2 separate regions of the Mus musculus genome follow, and region 2 is linked to region 1. A link is a contact called in public promoter capture Hi-C data. All regions are on one chromosome and are shown on one strand. Each heading gives the region's core, a stretch centred on a gene start, on an enhancer-like site or on the middle of the called end of the contact. The rest is flanking DNA. Distances are from core to core; before and after follow the strand shown.

The links. Promoter capture Hi-C pulls out the DNA fragments that hold promoters and counts their contacts.
Region 2: a contact with region 1 is called in a promoter capture Hi-C map of hippocampal neurons, with 2.6 times the contacts expected there. The contact joins two enhancer-like sites. A contact is called at or near these places in 16 of 39 promoter capture datasets (the 3T3-L1 cell line, 3T3-L1-derived adipocytes, the C10 cell line and 11 more), 4 of 15 datasets of contacts at CTCF or cohesin (the NIH/3T3 cell line, embryonic stem cells, pro-B cells and 1 more), 67 of 484 Hi-C or Micro-C datasets (B cells, the BV-2 cell line, the C2C12 cell line and 35 more), 20 of 115 datasets of contacts at active chromatin or transcription factors (the 230-238 cell line, CD8 T cells, the NIH/3T3 cell line and 11 more) and 4 of 9 other capture datasets (adipose tissue, embryonic stem cells, liver and 1 more).

What each region holds. Positions count from the first base shown.
Region 1 is chr9:71,816,047-71,821,422 of GRCm38.p6, reverse strand. No RefSeq gene overlaps it. Among named protein-coding and RNA genes, the nearest start is that of Cgnl1, 47 kb to the right of the region's middle. Within about 2 kb of position 2,757, at least 8 of the 459 cell types and tissues checked have an H3K27ac peak or open chromatin away from gene starts, as enhancers often do. A contact at or near this core is called in hippocampal neurons, where this site is marked.
Region 2 is chr9:72,180,738-72,186,113 of GRCm38.p6, reverse strand. No RefSeq gene overlaps it. Among named protein-coding and RNA genes, the nearest start is that of Gm27188, 70 kb to the left of the region's middle. Within about 2 kb of position 1,998, at least 31 of the 459 cell types and tissues checked have an H3K27ac peak or open chromatin away from gene starts, as enhancers often do. A contact at or near this core is called in hippocampal neurons, where this site is marked.

The DNA of each region.
Region 1 (5,376 bases), core at 1,508-4,007:
TACATAAAATAAATAATTCTTTTAAAAAACCTCCAAGGTTGACCCCTTCAAGTGTTTGTGTATGTGTTGCGTGTATTTTATGTGTGCTGGGGTGGTGGTACATGTGCATGTGTGTATGTGCTTGCCCGTGGAGGCCAGGAGTCAACCTCTGGGGTTACAACTTAGGAGCTTCCACCTTGGTTTTTGAGATAAGACTCTTTCATCGGCCTGGAGCTTGCCTGTTAGGTTAGGCGGGTGAGCCAGTGAGACCCAGGAGTCCACCTGTCTCCACGTCCCCAGGACTGAGATTCCAAGTGTTTTTTACATGGGTGCTGGGTGTGGAACTCAGGTCTCCATGCTCACACTACAGGTCCTTCCCCTGCACTGTTTCCTCAATCCTATGTTGAAAGTAAATCATCCTCAATATAAATGTAAGCAGTGAACTAACCCTGCAGCTGTATGTCTTTACCTTATGTTAGTCCCCAGTAACTCCTCAGAGAAATCAAGATTTGTTTAAAACTGCACCTCAGTAGCTGAACAATCAAATGATTTCTTTACTGTCTGTGCTCATCTGGCTACCTCCCAGACCATCCCATGATACTTGCATATTATTACTGATCTGGCTCTTTGAACTCATTCTTCATGGCTCCAAGTCCTCCATCCTCACGGTGCATCTGGCCTCCTGACCCTCCTGATGTCCTCCCTCTCGCTAGTGGACATCCCACCCTATTCTCTATTCTGCCCAGCCACTGGGTGATCACATTTATTGACAAGGCAGAGAATGAATGGTAAGAACTGCTTACACAAACTTGAGACAGGAGATTTTGGCGTACGCATTACAATGCCATTTCTGGATTGAAACAAGATACGAGGGCAGAGAAGTCAGCATTTGAATAACACAAGGGCAAACTTTACACAATGTACACAACATTGTATCTACACTATGCATGCATTTGAAATTTTGAGTTTTGTGCGAGAATCTGCCCTTAGATTCTGTGTATAATGGCTTTCTTTGGAACATTCTTTTCCTTTTGTCTGGTAAGGTTTGGGTCTTGAAGGCCACACGTTAAAAGCTTAGTCTCCAGCTGTCCTACTCTGCTTCCTGTTACTGTGGTAAAGACCATGACTGAAAGTAACTAAGCGGGACAAAGTCTATTTGGCTTACACATCCTGACCATGTCCACCACAATATGTCTTGCTCAGTTTGTTTGTTTGTTTCCTTCTATTTATAGAATTCAGAACCACATGGCCAGGGGTAGCACTGCCTTATAAAGGGATACTTTTAATTGGGGTTTGCTTACAGTTTCAGAGGTTTGGTCCATTACCATCATGGTGGGGAGCATGGCAGCATGCAGGCAGACACTGGGACTGGAAGAGGAGCTGAGAGTTCTACATCCAGATCCACAGTGAGCTGGAAAGACCTCTGGAGGCTCTGAGGCTGGCTTGAGCTTTTGAAACCCCAAAGACCACCCATAGTGATACAGTTTCTCCAACAGGGCCCCTCTGAATCCCTCCCAAGCAGTGCCACTTCCTGATGACCAAGCATTCAAATATATGAGACTATGGGGGGCGGAGGGGGGGGGAATTCTCATTCAAACCATCGCAGCTTGTGTCAAGTTGACAAAGTACTCAGTGTATCCGTGGTGGTGCTACTGAGAGGTTGGAGAACCTTTAGGAGGTGACTGCTATAGAGAGGAGTTATATAGAGAGGAGTTAGGTCACTGGAGGAATGCCCTTTAAGGGGATGAAGGGATTCAACCTCCCTCTCTCCTATCTCCTGATTGCCATGAGGTAAGCACCTTAGCTTTACCAGGTACTCGTGACATAAAGCACTTCATCTCCACAGGAGCAAGCAGCCATGGACCAAACCTCTAAAACCATAAGCCAAAATGTATCCTCTTGGGCTGGTGAGATGGCTCAGTGGGTAAGAGCACCCGACTGCTCTTCCGAAGGTTCGGAGTTCAAATCCCAGCAACCACATGGTGGCTCACAACCATCCATAACAAGATCTGACGCCCTCTTCTGGATTGTCTGAAGACAGCTACAGTGTACTTACATATAATAAATAAATGAATCTTAAAAAAAAAAAATGTATCCTCTTCCGTAAGGAGATTCAGTGTGGGCGCTTGTCCTAGCAGCTCAAGGTAGCAGCCATGGAAAGCTCCTTTTGGTTCAAGAGTGTCTGTCACCCTTCCCGTGACTGTGTTATAAAAACTGGGTCCTGATCCTACCACCTGCTCTCTCTGCCATTTGGTTTGCTTGTGGAATGATAGTGGCGTTGTGGAAATTCCTCCCAGTGAATTGATACCGATTTTTAGGGCAGAAGATGAGGGTCTCATGTAGCCCAGTTTTTTTTGCTTCAAACTTGCTACGTAGCCAGCAATGATCTTGACCGCCTGATCCTCTTGGTTCTGCCTCTGGAATGCTGGGGTTATAGACATGTACTACAGTAGGTTTATATGGCGCTAGGACCCCAACACAGGGCTTCATTCATTCTGGGTAAGCATTCTCCTCACTGAGCAACATCTCTAGCCTCTGAACTTGTTTTTAAAAGATTGACTGATTTATTTTATTTTTTGTGAACGATTCTTCCGCCTTCATGCATATATGTGAACCACGTGCATGCTTCGTGCTTTTGGAGGATGCTGGATACCCTGAAACTGGAGTTAAGGACAGTTGTGAGCCACCATGTGGGTGCTGGGAACTAAACCTGGGTGGATCCTCTGTAAAAGCAGTCAGTGCTCTTAACTGCTGAGCCATCTTTCCAGCCCCGAAATTTTATTTTTAAATGTTGCATAACACCCACGGTGTAGATCTCACAGAGAGTTCCCATGCAGCTGAGACACTATTTCCCAATGGCAAGAGAGAAATCGAATTCCTACAACTGTTTAGAACCTTAGTGGATTATTTTTTACCTTGACCAGGAGCTAAACTCATGCCTGGTTCAAAAGCTCAGATCAGCAAACTTGAGTGCGTGTATCAAAAAAGAAGCAGACTGGCCGTGCCCTGAACGGTTTGCTCTTTTACCAGGCTGCTGAGATGCACATTCCTGCAGGAGATGCATGTTCCTGCAGGAGATGCACGTTCCTGCAGGAGATGCATGTTCCTGCAGGAGATGAACGTTCCTGCAGGAGATGCATGTTCCTGCTAAAACCTGGGTCTGATGGGCTCAGCATCTGGGCTCAGCACATGGGGAGGGGCAGCTCGGATGGAGAAAACCTGTGGGGAAAGGGTGGAGAGGTTTATCCCATGACTGTATGGCTAGCCATGAGAGGAACAGGAGAATTGGATAAACCACCTTCTCCATCACCGGCGGTCACCCCCCCCCATCCAACACTCCCCCCCATCCCACACCCACTCCCCCATCCCACACCCCCACCATCCAACACTCACCCCCATCCCACACCCACCCCAAGAATCTCAGCCACCCCGGGGTTATTTTTGTCTTTTGTTTCTCCTTAGGGAAGTTGAGCCACTGGCCTCTCGGGTTTTCTAACTGCAGAAGAGATGAAAGTCTGCGATTTCAATCAAAAGCTTAAGAAAACAATAATCCCTGGTTGTCCTAATTCTTTAGTGAAAATATCTCACAGGGGCAGGAATTGCCTTTAAGCCCCTTTGCTCCCATTTCATGCTTAAAATTTTTTTCTTAATTAAAAAGACTTGTTTGCCTGGTGTAGGCACCGAAGTACTTATTTATTTTAACTTATTCCTTTCATTCTTTTCTTTCCTTTCTCTTTCTCTTCACTAGTGCCAGGAGAACTGTGGGTTTCTTCTATTCTCCTATTGTCTTATACCCTCACTGCCTCTGTACAGCTCTGACCTAGCATGGTACTGAGCCTCAATCACTCCATCTCTAGTATCACGGAATGAAAGCAATGTCCGTGACATATAGAGAAGTCATATAGCCCCTAAATTCAACTGTCCTCAATTGTCTGCATGCTCCATCAGGGATTTTAGATTAACTTCATTTTCACTCAACGCCACCAACATCTGATGACAAGTTTTCACTGAAAATGAGCAGGGATCCGCATCTGCATTCCAAAGTAGCCTTAGAATCCATCGCATTGATTGACAAAATGTTCTCCCATCGATTAAGTGTGTATAGCTCCTGGTCTGCGGATGCCTGGGAGACATGCCACTCTGGATCCTAGAGCTGAGAAGATTGTCGTAGACTTAAGTCTGTCTCAACAAGCGAGGTCACTGGAGAAAATCACCAGCGGTTAATTTACTGTTAGTGCCAGGACCGATGTCCTGAACACTCATCCGCACACTGTTCCAGAAGTCCTGGGCATAAATTCTAGAAAGATCGTGGGCAAAGAGAGAGCATGATGTCAGTGAATTCCAGTCAAGGTGGGTTTTAGTGACCATTTCCCAGTACACTAGAAGGTATTTCTAGAAACTTTATTTCAGTGTGCAAAGCCTTGGAAAGCAATGCAAGTTATTAGGGATGGAATCTAGGGCCTTGTATATGTTGAGCCCCATTCCCAGACCTCCCACCTCCTTTTCAAATTGAAACCGGGTCTTGGATAAGTTGCCCAGGCTGGCCTTGAACTCTTGATCCTCCTACCTCAGGCTCCTGAGTAGCTGGAGTCATAGCCTGTACCACCACTTTCTGGGGAAGGGGAATTCTTATGTTAAAATTTTCCCCCAAGACCTTGTGCTTGCTACGAGCCCTACCACTAAGCTTGCTAGTTCATTTGTTTTTTCCTCAAGATTTATTTTATTTATATGAGGTATACTGTTGCTGTTTTCAGACACACCAGAAGAGGGTGTCAAATCCCATTACATATGGTTGTGAGTCATCATGAGTTTGCTGGGAATTGAACTCAGGACCTCTGGAAGAGCAGTCAGTGCTCTTAACTGCTGAGCCCCTCTTAAGCCCTCCCCCCTTTTAATTAATTAATTTTTTTTTAATGTATGTGAGTACACTGTACAACCTTCAGACACGCCAAAAGAGGGCATCAGATCCCATTACAGATGGTTGTGAGCCACCATGTGGTTGCTGGGAATTGAACTCAGGACCTCTGGAAGAGCAGCTGATGCTCTTAACCACAAAGCCATCTCTCCAGCCCGTGTTACTTCTTGAAACAAGATAGCAGGAAGACAGGTGTGAATGGCTGGGGGATTGGGGATGCTGACCAGCTGTGTGCACTCTTTACACCTCTGAGCTTGTCCTAAAGAAGTTCTTGGGAGAGGGGATGTAGCTCAGTGGGGAGAATGCTTGCCTAGCGTGCATGAGACTCTGGGCTCAATCCTTAGCATGACATAAACCAAATGTGATGGTGCATGTCTGTAATTCCAATACTTTGGAGGTGGAGGACACTCTGCCACATGTTCTCAGGGCTAGCGTGAGATACATGAAACCCTATCTCAAAACAAAACATGGGGGCTGGAGAG
Region 2 (5,376 bases), core at 749-3,248, 370 kb before region 1:
TATGAGTATTTTGCCTGTGTGTGTGTGTCGTGGGCATGCCTGGAGCCTGTGGAGGTCAGAAGAGGTTATCAGAGTCTCTGGCACTGGATTTGCTATAGATGGTTGGTGGGGAGCCACCACGCAGCTGCTTTGATCTTACTGAAAGAGCCATGATGGCTCTTAATGGCTGAACCATCTCTCCAGGCCACCCCCATAAAACTTTTTATACACAGCTGGTTTGAAACTATGTTATGAAAAATGATGTTGAAGACCAGCGTTGCAATATTAGATACGGCAGGCACACCATCTGTGGTCTGGCAACTCAACTGTGGGAATGTATCTTTTAAGAGCTCTCACCTGTGCTCCCAAGACTGCATGAACATTTGTTGACTGCAAAAAGAAAAGCAAACAACCGGAATGCTCAGATATGAAATTGTGGATGAATGAAGTCAGAGTCACGCAGCAGAATACCATACATATGAATCAAATTGATAAAAATAGATGGGGAAGACTCAGGCAATGATGGCGCATGCCTTTAATCCCAGCATTTACGAGGCAGAGGCAGATGGATCTCTTGAGTTGGAGACCAGCCTGGTCTACAGTAAGTTTCAGGACAGCCAGGGATACATAGAGAAACCCCATCTGGAAAAATCAAAACCCCCAAATATTTGGGGAAGACTCAGGGGGACGTGGGCGTTGGTTAAAATGTATCTGCACTGTCAAAACAAACAGCTAACCCTAACCACTAGGGCAAGACATGAACCAAAGTTAAATTTTTTAAATACAATGGCTGTGGCTCCTACCTACAGACTAAGAAACGATTTCCGGACTTGCTATGGAAAAACCTGAGGCACCGAGGAGCGTGAGCACTGGACTACCGTGTGTCAACAGCTGAGGGGCTGACTGCAGCAGCTCCGACTGAGGAAAGGGGAGATTGAAGAGCCAGGTCAGCAGTGGAAAATAATTCATTTTTGCTATATTATCAGCCTGTTGTATCATTTGCATGTAGCAATAAATAAATAAATTTTAGTTGAAATGATTCCTACGACTAAGTAAAGCCAAAACCACTGTTCTGAAGAATATTTTCTATAAACTGTAAGCATAGTCTTCACTCTGCTTTTCTCCTAAGGGACTATTTGGGGGGGGGGTCACAAGCCTTCACTAATAAGTTCCTTACGCCCCATCAGAAGTGTACACTGCGCCTGCCGTGCGTGCCTTAACTGTGCATCTATTTATACGGGATGACTGATACTTTCCGTAATAAATCTCACCACTTCTTCTAAAGAACTGCGGCTGGTGACAAATGGAATTATCCCTACACTGTCCCCAACAGTAAGAGGAATGGCAGATTTAGGCTACAAACATATCTGGTGTATCTGAAACAAAGTCCATCTTTCTAAACTTTCTTCCGGGCAGCTTGAACAAAGGCAGGATCTAGACCTAGGGGATTTTGTGTCTGACCAAGAAGAGAATTCCGACTCTGCCAGATCTAGAGCCCAATTATTTCCTCGCAGTGAGTCTTCCTCTTGTATTTAACATTGCATTTCAAAAGCGTTATGTCTTTGTAAACCAGTTCCCTTCCTAGAGGCGTGATTTTAATCTCCATCAAACCTAGAACCACTTTCTTAGGGGACAAAGCACTATTAAACAACTGAATGCTCCGCCCTCTGTTAGAACAGCTACACTTTGAGGGCCACATAACCCCTGGAAATAAAGGGAAAGTTCTGGTTTATACCAGTTTGCAGATGGTTGTGGTGATGAAGCTAAGGAGAGGCTCAGGGTGTGGAGAAGTGGATGGAGGTGGGTGGGGGTAGGGGTGGGGGTGGGAGTGAGGGTGGAGTAGGGTGGGATCACGGGAGACGAGAGGAGCACCCTGCTCGCCTCGTTTTCGTGTCTTTTATTTCACAATGTCTTCCTTTCCTTGCCTGCTGGTGTGCTCACTTGCCTTGTGTCAGAGCCAAGAGACAGGTCAGCTCCAAGGCTTCTTATCCAAGTTGGCAGAGGCTGTGGCAGCAGGGTGGTAACTCTGCCCGATGTTCCCAAGCTGTGGCTGGGACGCTTCCAACAGCAAAGTCACTCAGTAAACAGTCCTCTGTTTCTTCTTTGGGTTGGCGGAGATATCGCTAGGCCCTTGTACTACCCACTCCTTAATTTCCAAGAAGCCCACAGACCAGAAACTTCCCGGGTCTCCCTGTCTTCAAAGAATCTTTGGGTAGATCTTAAACACCTTTGACAAAAGCATCATTATGCACTGTCATTTCAGCTCTAGTGGTTTCTGCTTTCCGTTTTTTCCTGTGCATCTCTGAGTTCAAATTTCAAAAACTTTATTTGATGCCTGTTTAAGCCTGGCTTTGTTCCAGAATAGATTGGAGGCAGAGAGACAAATAAATACCTCTCTCTCTCTCTCTGTCTCTCTCTTTTAAGACAGGGTTTCTCTGTGTAGCCCTGGCTGTCCTGGAACTCACTCTGTAGACCAGGCTGGCCTCAAACTCAGACATCCGCCTGCCTCTGCTTCCCAAGTGCTGGGATTAAAGGCATGCGCCACCATGCCCGGCTCTAAAGGGGCCTCTCGAACCATGCTCTCCACGTCACGCTGAGGATTACATCACGAAACTATTTCACCACCTCAAGCACCAGATCTGTGCCAAAGTGGAGGAAAGTCACCTCCAGCACTCCTGACCCCTCTATTGCCACCCTGCTTCTACACCACACTGCCGTACCCAGATGGCACAAGCCCTGCCAGTGACATGCTAAGAGTAGGGACATCCGTTCTCAGGCAGAAGCATGGAAAAGGGCACGCTCACTCTGAGAACTGATTTTCCTTGGATTTCGTGGCATGTTGTATCCCATTTCACTGGCTCTGACTGACACTCAGGATCCTCCATTGACCCAACCTGGCCTCTACAACCTTCATCCCTAATACTCTTCAACCAGCCAGACCCATCCATCCACTCAACGTCACCAGCTTTTGTTGGGCTCCAGCAGCAAGCACTGGAGCACTGCCCTTTCATCTCCTCCTCTTCAAGGTTGCTTTCCCTGTTATGACCTAGATAGATGTAAAGCTCAGGGCTCGGGGCCTTCAGTTGCCTGAGTCTCTTCTATGCCACTATTGAATTGTATGCAAACTGATTTGATTCATTTCAATAACTTAAAGAGGACTTACTGTGTGTCAGGGATCCTACTAGGCACTCAGGGTTCCAGGATAATAAAACATGATACAAAGCGTCTAGAATGGGAATGGAGACATAAAAACAAACCAATGCTAGGAAGAGGTACAAGAAATACAGTCTAGGAGATGCAAAGGGTGGAAGCCTTGTGGAGAGAGTGGTGTCTGAGCTCAGTCAGTGGAAGAATGGCAACACTGCAAGGGGTCAGTTTGCAGAAAGAAGGGCTGAGAAGACTGGGTGTGGTAACTCAGAGCACCTAGCAACTCAGGTTTATACCCAACGTTTTAACCAGGCAGTTTTGGTTGGTTCTAGGACTGGCTGTGTGTCATTGCAGTGCAGACACAAGAAAAAATTCGAGGAGCCTCCCATCCCCATGTGCACCTGCACCCCCCAACTCTCACTCTCCCCCCACGTGCTCAGGTGAATGGTTATAGACAACCTAATTTAGTGCTTAGAAGGGCAGTTCGAACAGTACAGTCCCTACCTTCCATTCAAGGGATCAAGGAAAACTACAAAAAAGAAATTCTGGAGCTTGAAGCAAAACCCCCATTCAGGGAAGGAAACAGAAGGGAAGCCACTTTGGAAAGAACAGTGCAATCCCTTGTTGCATAATTGTCCTGGGTATGAGACTTTCTCCAGAGACACCTTACCTAAATTCTTCAAGGACAGGAATTACCTTTCAAACGTCCTTCGTATAGTTCCAAGTCCCTCACGCAGCTCTGGTGCACAGTGGGTGTTTGATCAATTATCAAGAATCTTTTGGGGGCAGGACAAAATTTTAAAAGGAAGAAAGAAAAGGAGGAAAAAAGAACCCTCCTATTTGTTCATGACAAGAACTTGTTTTTATTCCCTAAATCTGAGACTAAGAATGAAAATTCATAAGCTTTTACAAATCCACATTTGAAAGGAAGATGGTGTGTATAATTAGAAGCTTATGGCTGTCTAATAAGGGACAGAAGATTCCAGTTAAAGCCAGCATCTCATCTCTAAGCAGCCTTTCTCGCTGTGTGGGCACCCCAACTGCTAAGTTTGTTTAATAGATCAAATTAAATGGCTGACTGCTCCTGAAGGGCATCTTGGGGACTTGGGGCTTAGCTTGGCTCTCATGCTCCTTTCCACCAGGCTCACTACTGACTCAAGTACTCAGTCAAGTTATCTTAAAATCAAGCCACTTGGAGACGCTGGGCCAGGAGATACAACGCCTCATAGAAAAGACTGTGCGCACACTATATTATTCCTCAGGAGAAACAAAAGGCAAGAAAGGTTCATTTACTTATTTTATTTTATTTACCAATTCTTGCTCTATTCCACCCAATTCTGATGAGGGTCTGAAAAAATGCCTTAAACACACACACACACACACACACACACACACACACACACACACACGTATGTATATGTGTATTATATGTTCATATATATATGTTTTAAGTGCAAAGGATCAATTTTCAGTTTCATAAAGACAAGCAAGCATCCTTGTTGTGTGTCCATGTTACAACACATGCATCATTCCTGTGGGCCGACAGTGTGACTCAGTGGTAGAGTACTTGTCCAATGTGTGCAAGGCCCTGTAGACCCCAGCACTGCATAGACTACTTTAAAATCATAGTGTTCGGGTACTATTCTAAACAGCTAACAAAGGTACAGTATGTGCCTCAGCTATTGACAATAGACCCCTGAATGACCTGGACGGAGGCCAGTTGGTTCACGAAACCTACACGTAAGAGCTCTGTGTCAGCCCTGGTGTGGTGTGCTGGCTAAGTTCCCATTGTTCATCCACTTCCCTCTCAGCAACACCCACATGTTTTCCTTTGGAGAACCGCCTCCTCCAGAGCACAGCACCATCCTGAGCCTTTCCTCTCCCGGTCCACAAGGCAGAGGCATGGATCCAGATTCAGCCAGTAGATGTAAGGAGACATGGGAGGAACAGATTTAGCCAATTAAAGTGTTTTGTCCTTCTCACTGCAGTAATTAATTGACTGAGGAATGGGTGTGACATTGGCTGAGCTAAACACGGTCCTCTCCAGAACCTTTCCTCATCAATTAATGAGGATGATTTCTCTCCTTGGAAGATTGCTAAACTTGAAGAATGTGAGCCTGAGGCATCTGGAGGCCATCTTGCCTTTGTAGGGGAGAAAAGGTTACTGACTACAGACATTGAGAAGGAATGAGTGAACCTGAAGGAGGAGGAACAGAAACGGGCCCGGCATCGAGCTTTGAGACTCTGGAA